Linked DNA regions of Mus musculus: region 1 is linked to region 2. Evidence: chromatin contacts called from public Hi-C data. All regions are on one chromosome and are shown on one strand. Each heading gives the region's core, a stretch centred on a gene start, on an enhancer-like site or on the middle of the called end of the contact. The rest is flanking DNA. Distances are from core to core; before and after follow the strand shown. Region 1 has its middle 27 kb from the start of Gm30235. Region 2 overlaps Gm30173 (predicted gene, 30173).

Region 1 (5,333 bases), core at 1,505-4,004, 93 kb before region 2:
TTTTTTTTCCACTTCTTTGAGGCTAATTCTTTATTATTTCCCTCTTTTTGTTTCTGTATTTTAAGCCTCTTTCTTCCTCATAGTTTGGACTCTGTCCTCAAACTACATCTTTCACTTCCTAAAGCCACCAGCAAAGCCCACATTCCCAGCCCCAGCATCCTCTTTCTTAAGCCCTATGAGAACTGACATTGGGAGCCTCCCTCTCCCCCTCCCTGGTTTCCCCTCTCCCATCTTTAGTGATGAGTCTCTCTGCTAGCGCCATACAACCTTCCTTCCCTTCCTCTAGGAATAGTTTTCCAGTCTTCCTTGTTGGGCCTCTGTTTTCTTCTGCTGCATACACCCAGGTTCTGTCTCTTGCTTTTCTTGACATGTTATATGGACTTTGTCTACATACATCAGCTATTATTTATAGTCATATAACTTGTGAATCTATATTTCGAGCTAGAAATCCCTGCTATCATATCTAAATCCAGGACAATTTCACTGAGTTGTCTTTAATTATTTATGTATTACTTTGTTCCATAAAACTCTGAGTTTGGTCATAATGTATCTATTTATGATATATTTAAACATCAGTGAGAAAGCCTGGGTAGGAAGATCATTGGATCAGAGGAAGTTTACATAGCTCTGTATCCCCAGGCATCTTCTCATACTTAAGAGGAATGTGCTCATTGCCATAGTCACCAAATCCATTAGATGAAAACAAACCAGACCTCCAGAGAAGGTCTTTCACTCCTTTAGGGTCTTAGAGTGGTTTCTCATGTTGGAACTTACCTGTGTGATAGTTTGGAGGGAGTCCCTGACTCCTTCTCTACCTTAGAATCAACAACAGCTTCCACATGTCTGTGACTTACAGTTGTCTATCAAGCATACCCCAATGCCTAACGCAATGAAACGTATGTGTCAGAGTCCAGAACAACTCGAGCAGGTGACAATGGCCTGAGTCAATACAAGCAAAGACTTGGATGGGTAAATCAATCTGTTTGCTGCAAATTGTTCAGATAAACTAGCTTCTGATAGATTCTATCCAGTCCTTCACAGGACTGGATAGAATATTTCCAGATTTCAGTATCTGGCCACAGCCTAAGAGGTAAACAATGGAATACAGTTGTGGCCCAGATGCCTAAGTCTTGCATAGAACCAGGGTATTGTACTCTTAGCAAGAATGTAGAAACTTAGACTGGGGAGAGGGCTCAGTGGGTAAAACACTTGCTGCAAAGGTGTAGGGTTGAGAACTCAGATTCCCAGTGCCCCAGTATAAGCTGTGTGTAGTGGCACACATCTGTAACCTCAGAGCTGAGGGGTAGAATCAGGCAGATCCTAGGGCTCGCTGGTCAGCCACAACTGTAATCTCCAAGCTCAGTCGGGGACGCTGCCTCAAAGCATCAGGTGGAGAAACAACTGAAGAAGACTGGTGTCAACCTTCTGGCCTTCACAGGTGCTTGCACAGGAGAGAACATACATGTACACATGTGCACGCAAACATACACCAGACATGGAGGAGAGAGAAAGAGACGGACACAGAGACAGAGACACAGAGATAGAAAGACCAGGGGTGGGAAGGAGATTAACAAATACAATCTCAAAGAGGTATACTCTGGCATTTCGAATGGAACCTGCTTGAAACTTCACCATCTTTCTCCTGTGCCCTCACAGGCTCCTGTGCCCTTACAGACTCCTGTGATCTAAGCTATCAACTAAGGAAGAGTATGCTTAACAAGTATGTGACTGGAAACTTCTGTCTGAAAGTATGTAGGCAAAACCCACAACTCCTGAACATTAAAAAAAAAAAAAGTGAATAAAATGAACAACAGATTTGAAAAGACAAATCACACACAGCCACCCCAATACCCTTTAGAGTGTTCTCTGGCAAACGCTAGGTCAAGAAAGGACTTGTGGCAAGCGACAAGAGGTCTGAAGTTCATCCAGAAGTCAGCTTTCACTTTGAGGAAGGTCACTCGGATGTTACATAAAACAAGAAATGCTCCCAATCCAGATATCTGGAAAACCTGAATCAATTCATCAGGAGTCTTTGATGCTGGGTGCTTCCGCAGGACACGGGGGGGGGGGGGGGAGCGGGGCAAGATGCTGATGGAACTCATTATTGGAGGAATATTGCAGCGAGCAAAGAATCTTTTCATGACCGCTGTCTGTGACCTCCCACTCGGGGTACCAATCACCCATCTTTAAGGTCGTTCTCAAGTTCGCCTGTCTCTGCTACCCGGTATCCCCAATGCTTCTTTGTCAGTTCCTAATATGGTTCTGGGCCTCCGGGCTAGCCCACTCTGAGCCTTCTCCTGCTGTACGGAGTCTCTCTGGTGTAACGGCCATCATTTTCCTTCCTGGTTAAAATCTTCCCATAGTTCCTCAGAGGTTCACATTCAGATTCCTTAGTGTGCCAGCCAAGGCCCTTTCTACCAGACACACGCCATCTTCCAGATTTGAAATGCTACCTCTGCTTGTCAGTTGGACTCTTCTTTGGCATCCTTGGCCTTCCTGGGAGACCATCACCTTCGCCACGTCCTCCCTACCGATGCGCTCTGTCTGTAACCCCACCCTCTAGGCAGTCCGGCTTCCCTAGCACCGGTCCAGGGATGAGTTCCACAGGGGTACTCTCCTTGGTACATCTCTGACTGCAGCACCTGACGCTACTGTAACTGCCAAGTGTATTTGTTCATGTCCCTGGACACTAGAACAGGAGCACCCGGGGTCAGACTGGCAAGTGTGCTTGTCCATGTCCCTGGGCATCAGAACAAGAGCACCCGGGGTCAGGCTTTGCCCTTTGCCCCACTCATTTCGGTGTCCCACACACCACAGATCCCAGCAGTGATATTCCAGCCTGGTGTTCGCTCAGTTTTCACCTAAAATCCATTCCCGAGGCCAATTTCCTAGACAATTTCCTGGCTTGTCTCCCAATCCTACCACTTTCCCTCCTTTTTCTTACCTCGTTTTCATGATCGAGTCGCATAGCCATGTAGTTTCTTCTTCACTTTGAGTCTCTCTAGGAGGGAAGGTCGACAACCATTCTGCCTGAACTGACACAGAGCTGATGCTCTGGAAATAGGTGGCAAACCAAAGGATGGATGAAAGGTAATATATGAATCTATGGTAGCACATGGCAGAGGCAGAAGAGGAAAACAACATAAATGTGTATGTATCAGGTGAAATTAATTTTTAAAAAAAATTACCCCAAAGTACCCCATCTGGAAAGAAAAGACCCATAAACAGGGAGAGAAGTTCTTTCCACGTGTCCTGTGGCTTCATGCAGTTTACTACAGACAATCGCACCATGCCAAGTGTGTCAACTGAAAGTCGAGGTGAGAGCTATGAGGTGCTTTCCTTTCTGGCTCCCCAGCAGAATTTAAATACCACCGTTAGCTATTCACAACAGTAGGTTTCTCTTACAATAATATAGTGCTAAGAACACGGTTTAAAACAAGCATGTGAAAATTCAATCTAGAAATTGTTTACCAAGTTCCACTTCCTCTCGAGAACTCATCGCTGGAAGTTGATTTAATTTGTAAAATAACGTGTATTTATTCTTTAGCAACTTCACACATGTGTATAACATATTTTGGTCACATTCACTACCATCCCATTATCCTTTCTTAGCCCCCCTCCTATTCCTGCTGAACTCTTCTTCACAAATTTTCCTCCTATTTTTTTTTTTTGTGTGTCATTAAAGATTTGTTTTTAAAATTTTTTTAAGTGCTTGTATAAGACAGACTGAGGATACCCTCAGGGGTCAGAGGTGTCAGAACCCTAGAGCTGGAGTTTGGGGTGGTTTTGAACCACCACACATAGGTCTGGGAACTGATCTTGGGTCTTCTCCTAGAGAAGTATGTGCTACTAACCACTGAATCATCCCTCCAGCCTCTCGTGTCTTTTGTATGTGAGAGACAGAAACCCACTGAGCTCAGGGTTCATCCTATGGCCTTGGGTGATGGAGGGTTATTTAATGGAATATGGGCAACTTAACGTAGGGTACAATGCTGAAGAAAATTACTCCATTAGCTACCAATAGTTCCTCATGGGGGGAAGGGAGGCCTCGTGAACCCCACCCCCATTGCTGATGGGCTCGATGTTGTGCACATCTTATGCAGATAGCCACAGGTAATTGAGGTCCAGACCACAGCAACTGAGCCACGCCCAGAGGACAGCACTTCACAGCACTGGTCCCAGCCTTCAGCTCTTTCTTTCTGCCACCTCATCTGTGATAATCCCTGGGCTATGGAAGAAAGAGTACAGATGTCCTATTGAGGGCTGAGCACTCCAGTCACTTATCCTCAGGGCTTTGGCCAGTGATGGGTCTCTCATGATGACGAGTGAGTCTTGTACAGACACGGCGCTTTACGAACGAGTTCACTCAGACAGAACAAGATGGAGTTCCTCGTGTCTGCTCAGTGCTGTGCTCCACCCATCCCTCCAGCTCTTTATCTCAAAGCTTTCTATTATAGGCATTGATTTTTCACAGCACTCCTGCTAAGAAGACTCTATTACCTCCATTAAAATACAGAGTAAACCGAGAAGGCAAATTAAGTGACTTGCCAAGGCAAGAAATTAGCGGCTTCACTGGGTTCAAACAAAACCACTCATATTTCTGAGGCCTCTTGGTCAACTAGACACTAAGATTTCTCCGCTCTGTATATTAGGAAAGGGCCCAGGCTTCTAAGTGAGTACAACCTAGCCAGGTTCGAGCCCTCGCTCTACAATTTCCCGAGCAAGCTATTCCACTTCATTAAGTGCTTGCAATTTGGTGGTAATAAGAACACTTGTTTCATAAAATTGCTGAGAGGATTAAACATGATCACGTAAACGGGGTGGTTTCAAGGAATCTCATTATACACCTGGAAGGCTATATCCCTCACCTAGCCCCCTCTCCTCATAAGCGTTTCCTCGTTGCATCAGAAAATAAGAAGACACACCTGCAGCTGTGTGTTTAGCTTTACAGGATGACACACATACTCACAGATAAAGTCAGCTGTGGGAATATTATGACAGCTGAAAACATCCCTAGAAAAGCGGCTCATCAGTAATTATCCAATTCATTCACCCATCATTCGTTCACCAGCCCATATGCCCCCATTCATCTACCCAACTACCCACCCAACTCTCTGTCTGTCTGTCCAGCCATCTCTACTCATTCACTCATCCAGGAACTTGTTTATTCAAGCGTCAATCTATCTATCCACCCACTCACCATGTCCATTTGTGTTTAGTATGCACAGTAAGCACAATCATATTCACCACCAGCTACTCAGGCATAGAAGAAAGGAGGTGGAGACTGAGACCAAAGGTGTTAAATGTGTATATTTAGCACCTCCATAGATAGA
Region 2 (5,345 bases), core at 1,399-3,898:
TAGTGTACTATGAGTGCAGACACTCCTGAGCCAGAAGCACAGCAGAAGGCAAGCTGAGCTGTCAGGAGGGGATAAAGGGCCTGAGGGGATAAATGAGTCCCTGAGTGTAGAAGGCCATCCATCATCCAAATGAAAACTGAGAAGTCAGCACGGGAGACCACACTGCAGGGATCCGGACTGTAGTGTCCCAGAGAATGATGCCAAAAGACGTTTTAGTGGTGACTCTGATGCCAGGAGTGAGAGGCTGCGATATAGCTTCAGAGTAAGGGCAATCAATGGTTTATTTGGGAAGGAAAATCTGGAGGGAGAAAAAAAAAAAGAGAGACACCAGCTGTGTGGTAATACCATCAAGCAAACCAAGGACAAAGGTGCTTATGAACGCTCGGGAATGAAATGGCTTCTGGCTGAAGAAGAGCCTGGGACACTTGTTTCATCATTCTGCCAGTGACAACTGATATCAGAGGTGGCCCTAGGCACCTCTGGGTCTAAGAAACCAGTCCTGTGACCTCAGGGAAGCTATATAATCTCTCTGAGGTTTCTCTTTTCATCTCTTAAAGGGGAATGATATTTGCCCTAAAGGGTTGTTAGTCTTATATGAGATAAAATATGTGAAATACCCAACATAAAAGTTCTGGGAATAGTGACAATGGTGGAGACTATCATTTTAAGGAGAAATCCTTTCTGTGCATATCCAGGCTTTAGATCTTAAGTCCTCCACCATTCAAAGGAGCCCTAAAAGTTCACCAGAATAGTTAAACTGAAGCTATGTCCAATCTCTTTTTCTATGCCAGGCAGTCTCTGCACAAGACAATGGACTGAGTCTGACAGAAACATTCATGACAGATTCCAGGCCAGAGAGGGGGCAGTAGTGCAAGGCAGAGAGGCAGAAGTGCCACCTAAGCTTCATAATCAAATGGCCTGGGGGTGAGGGGACAATATAGCCATTGCTGGTATCATGGAAGGAGAAGGTATTCTCTGGAATCAATGAGTGTGGCACCAGAGAATCTGAGCTTAATTATACCTTTGATAAATCATATTTTAAGGAAAATTGCAAGTGGCCATGCTCTGCACTGATAACCCTAGTCTAGTACAATTGATCCATAGGATACACTTGACCAAATCAATAAGCCACTGTCTAACTAAGGGATCAGGCTCTGCAGCAGTGCCTACCGAGCCATTCAAAGGCAGCAGGAAGAACAGCGAATGAACTGGGGCAGGTGGCCAGGCTGAGCCAGAAGCCCGGTGGCAGACTTTGAAAGGAAGTCAACAAGACTAACTTGGAAAATATCTCAGCTGATAAAGTGGTTGCTTTGCAAGCATACAGACATGAGATCAGACCCCCAGAATCCCCCAACACAAAAACGTCAGGAATGGTGCCACAAACCTGTGATTCCAGTGCGGAAGAGGTAGTGATGGCAGATAGGTCCCCAGGACTTGCTAACCAGCCAGCCTAGCCTCATGAGTGAGTGTCCAGCCAACAATAATATGGCAGATGGTGCTCCTAAGAAATGACATCCAAGTTGTTTTCTGGCTCTTCCATGTCCATGCAAACACGTGCACACGTGAACACATGCATAGATACATAAATTAAATTGAAACTCAAAATTTTTAAAAGGAAGTCGGTATGTGGTACATGGCCACCATACATATGGGCTATAAGAGATCCAGAAGGAGAAATGAAGCTAAAATAGAAGGAAATACTGTCTACCTAAGGGAGAGAGAAATTGGGCAGTCTGAGGAAAGGCAGAGAAAGAAGAGATGGAAAGAGAGACTGGATGACAGACACGGGAACCACCAAACCTCACTGAGGAGAAGGCAGACGTGTTGGCTGGTGTCTAGTCTTGAGTCTGGACACGGGGCTGCTAAGTATGAGAGATCTCCAAGAGGAGAGAATGTGGGCTGGGCCCATAGAGCCCAGACAGTCTGGAGGAGACAGGTCAAAGCTGTCAGATCTTTACTTCCAAAACTACCAATGTTTTCTTTCTGATGATTTTTTTTTAGCTTTGTTTTTGATTGACACATAGTAAAGTGCACATTTGGATGGTACTGAGATGTTTTGATGCCTCTGTACAATGTGTAGGGATAATGGAATGATCAGCATATGTATAATTTCAAATATTTTTCATTTTATTGTTCTAAGAACATTGCTGAAAACCCTCTCTTCTGTTTTGAAACATATGCCGCATTGAGTTACCTACAGTCACTCTGCTGTGTAGAAGAACCAAACATCCCTCCTATCTACTTGAAACGCTGTACCCATGATCGACCCACTTCTCCCATTTCCCGTCTCTCTTCTTCCCCACAACCTCTGGTCAACCACACTCTATCCTCAACTTCTATGACAAAAACATCTTTAGCATTGTTCTTAACATGAAGACAAAAGCGATCCGTGTCCCTGCTCATCATCCTGCTTTTCTTCCCCTGGGTCATCTAAGTTCTCTGGAAAGTGTCACACAGTTTGCACAGTAAGAAGAGGTGGAAGTGTTCCAGAGGTGCTCTGAGGGCACTCCGATAGGAGCTGGGACTCCCAGTCGAAAGACGTACAGAACTCAGAATATGTTGTTTAGTAGACAAGACATAGCTGATGTCACCCCACCCATGTGAGAAGGTCTTTGGGGAGAGTGTGTAAGGGGACTTAACCTTTGCCCCTGCCTTGGCTCCTGCCGTGATCTTGAGCAACTGACTTAACCTATTTGGACATCTGTTTATAAATTTGCAAACAGTGGAGGCTGAGTTGGATGTGATCCAAGCTTATTTGCAGCACTAACACGCTAAACTCTGCAGTTCTACCAACCCATGGTTATTTATACATCAGACTTTCTCAAAACACCCAAGAGGTATCAGCATTGTCGGGCATGTCAATAATATTTTATGTATTATATTACTATGAAGGGAATGGATTATTTATCTTCCCTTGGTACAATTTGTACTTTCCTACAATTCAACACGCACAGGAAAGCTCTCCTCCTCTCAACTCACAAAGCACTTGATGCCTCTTAGTGTTCTCAGCACATTCTGCTATAACCATAGTATGGTTATTCATAAAAATGCCACATTGTCCAGAACTGGTACTGAAGATGTGCTTGTTTATGTCCTCAACCTACAGTCGAAGAAAATGGGAAACACGAGAGGAGCTTTTTTTATAGGGCTCTCATCCTGTGCTTCGCCAACGCTCCAACTTTCCAACTTTTAATAAGTGAGCCCAGTTCATGGCCAAAGACCCCAGTGGTAATTTCTAGAGTATCTGGGAGTCATGGGACACAAACAAGGAAGGCAGCTGCTGGGAGTATCAGAAGACAAGGGACAGCAGAAGCTCCTACCCAGGCGCTGGCTCTAGGTTTGAGATGACATCTAGTTATGGAAAATGGAACAGGACGCTGAGCCAAAGGAATGATGTCAAATGTCAAGCATTTTTTTTTCAGCTGAAAAATAAAGGAGAAAGAGAGAGGCACAGACAGACCGACAGACAGACAGACAAAAAGAGAGGAGAGAGGCTGGGGGGCTCTATCACCTATTCAATCAAGGAACTATTCCCTAAACTGTACTTTCTTGTCAGTTGTATTTTCTAATCAATCATCCTGCAAGACATGTTAAGCAAGGACTCAGTGTTATTTCGTCAAGTTTCCATGGCCTTATAACATTGGGGGCGCCTCTTGGAGCGCCTGTTCTCTGTTGCTTTTTTTCCCTCAATTCCCCAAAGCAGAGGGGCTCCCTCCTTCAGCCAATTCTCCTGCCAATGCCCCAGGTCTCTATTAATAGTCAACTTCCTATTGACACCATGTCCTAACCCTGGCACATGGCTGCTCTATCTTCTGGCTTCACTCTCCTACAACACCTCTAAGGGACAATGGCTTCCTTTGTCACCAGTGATCCCTGAGATTGCTGGGGTCAAGAGCCTTTGACTCCTTTCTCATCCTGCTACTTAGGCCACTTCCGGCTCCTCCCCTCCTCACCCCTCACCCTAACCCATCTCAGCAATCCTCTATAGGGTTGCTCACGTCCCAGAGACCCTTCTTCCACAGTTGACGACTATCCTAGAAGCATGCACAGATGAGAGACATTGACCCAAGACCATCTTGGTCACACAGTGGGTGCCAGAACAGTGGCTAATTGCTTGCCCAGCACTTCCCTGAGGGACAGATAGACAGACAACCACATGGTCCAGAGCTACTTGCTATTGGCTGAAAAAAGAAAAAAAAAAAAAAAAAACAAAAAACAAAAAAAAAACAAAAAAATATAGTTAACTCTCTTGGCATAGTAGTAAAATGGGAGGCTGTTGAGGGCTCAGAGGTCTGTGGGTGGTGCCAAGAAGCCTGTGTAGCGCAGTCCCAGGATGCTGAAAGAAGCTAAAGAGGCCAGCCTTCCAGGAGAGAAAAACCAAGTCAATATCACCAGGCTGCTAATGCCTCCAGCTCTCGCAGTGACAGGAACAGGATGTTCCAGGGTGGCTGCACCCTGGAGCCAGTCTCTATCAATCATAGCTTGGAACATCCAGCTTCAGGCTGCAACTAGCTCCTGAGAGGGCTCTCTTTCACCTCCTTGCTAAGCTTTTGTTTTGCTACCAAATTCTTATTGACACTCCGGAAACGAGAATCGTTTTAGGTTTCATCATTAGAGTGGCTTGGTGTACCACGCATCGGCAAGACAGCTGGGACGACCCAGGACTTCGACCGCCCCCCCCCCCAGACACCCCACCCCCAACCCCCGTTGGCTGTTGTTTATTCATCCTTCTCGATGACTGGCATGAGTTCAGGTTGTCACACAGGTCTTCTCCAGAACATCTGGCCAGTTGTTTATCTTCCCAGCTTTGTGACAGTTGGCAGTCACCCATCTTTGGCTCCCTTTGACCTCCCACAAGAAGTCCAACCTTTAACTGGGTGTTTAACTTCGGTGCTGTGGAAATCAACTTGAAAGGAACTTACGTGACTGCCCTGCCTTTTGTCACCTGTCCCTTCTTAGGCAGTGCATATCTGCTCTTGCCCTATCTGTGTTCTCTCCCACATCAAGTTTTCCAAGGATCACCATAAGGATCGACCACATAAGTAATATCCCAACAGGATTTCTCCCACAGATTAGGAGTCTTTTCCTCGGTTTACATTTCAGCAAAGATAGACCCAATTTCCAAACTAACCTTCTGGGCTGACAATGAAGATTCACCATGGACTTCTCACAGACCCACCCACTCTTTTCTCTACCCCACTCCCTAACCTCTCTAGTTTACCTTTTCTATAAAGTCATACTTGCCTTCTAAGTGGCAGTACAGTGTTTTCGGGAAGCTTCTGTGATTTGATGCGGTCTTCTCTCTGCCCTGTATCCTTCTTCTTTGGTTCCATTCAGCTGCTTCT

Evidence for each region. Hi-C and Micro-C count contacts between places; a contact is called where the count stands out from the background.
Region 1: a contact with region 2 is called in a Hi-C map of liver, with 4 times the contacts expected there. The contact joins two enhancer-like sites. A contact is called at or near these places in 2 of 39 promoter capture datasets (both in liver), 7 of 484 Hi-C or Micro-C datasets (cortical glia, cortical neurons and liver) and 2 of 115 datasets of contacts at active chromatin or transcription factors (CD8 T cells and liver).

What each region holds. Positions count from the first base shown.
Region 1 is chr3:52,620,137-52,625,469 of GRCm38.p6, reverse strand. No RefSeq gene overlaps it. Among named protein-coding and RNA genes, the nearest start is that of Gm30235, 27 kb to the left of the region's middle. Within about 2 kb of position 2,754, at least 5 of the 459 cell types and tissues checked have an H3K27ac peak or open chromatin away from gene starts, as enhancers often do. A contact at or near this core is called in liver, where this site is marked.
Region 2 is chr3:52,526,649-52,531,993 of GRCm38.p6, reverse strand. The region is part of intron 1 of Gm30173 (predicted gene, 30173); the gene reads right to left. Among named protein-coding and RNA genes, the nearest start is that of Gm30173, 12 kb to the right of the region's middle. Within about 2 kb of position 2,648, at least 13 of the 459 cell types and tissues checked have an H3K27ac peak or open chromatin away from gene starts, as enhancers often do. A contact at or near this core is called in liver, where this site is marked.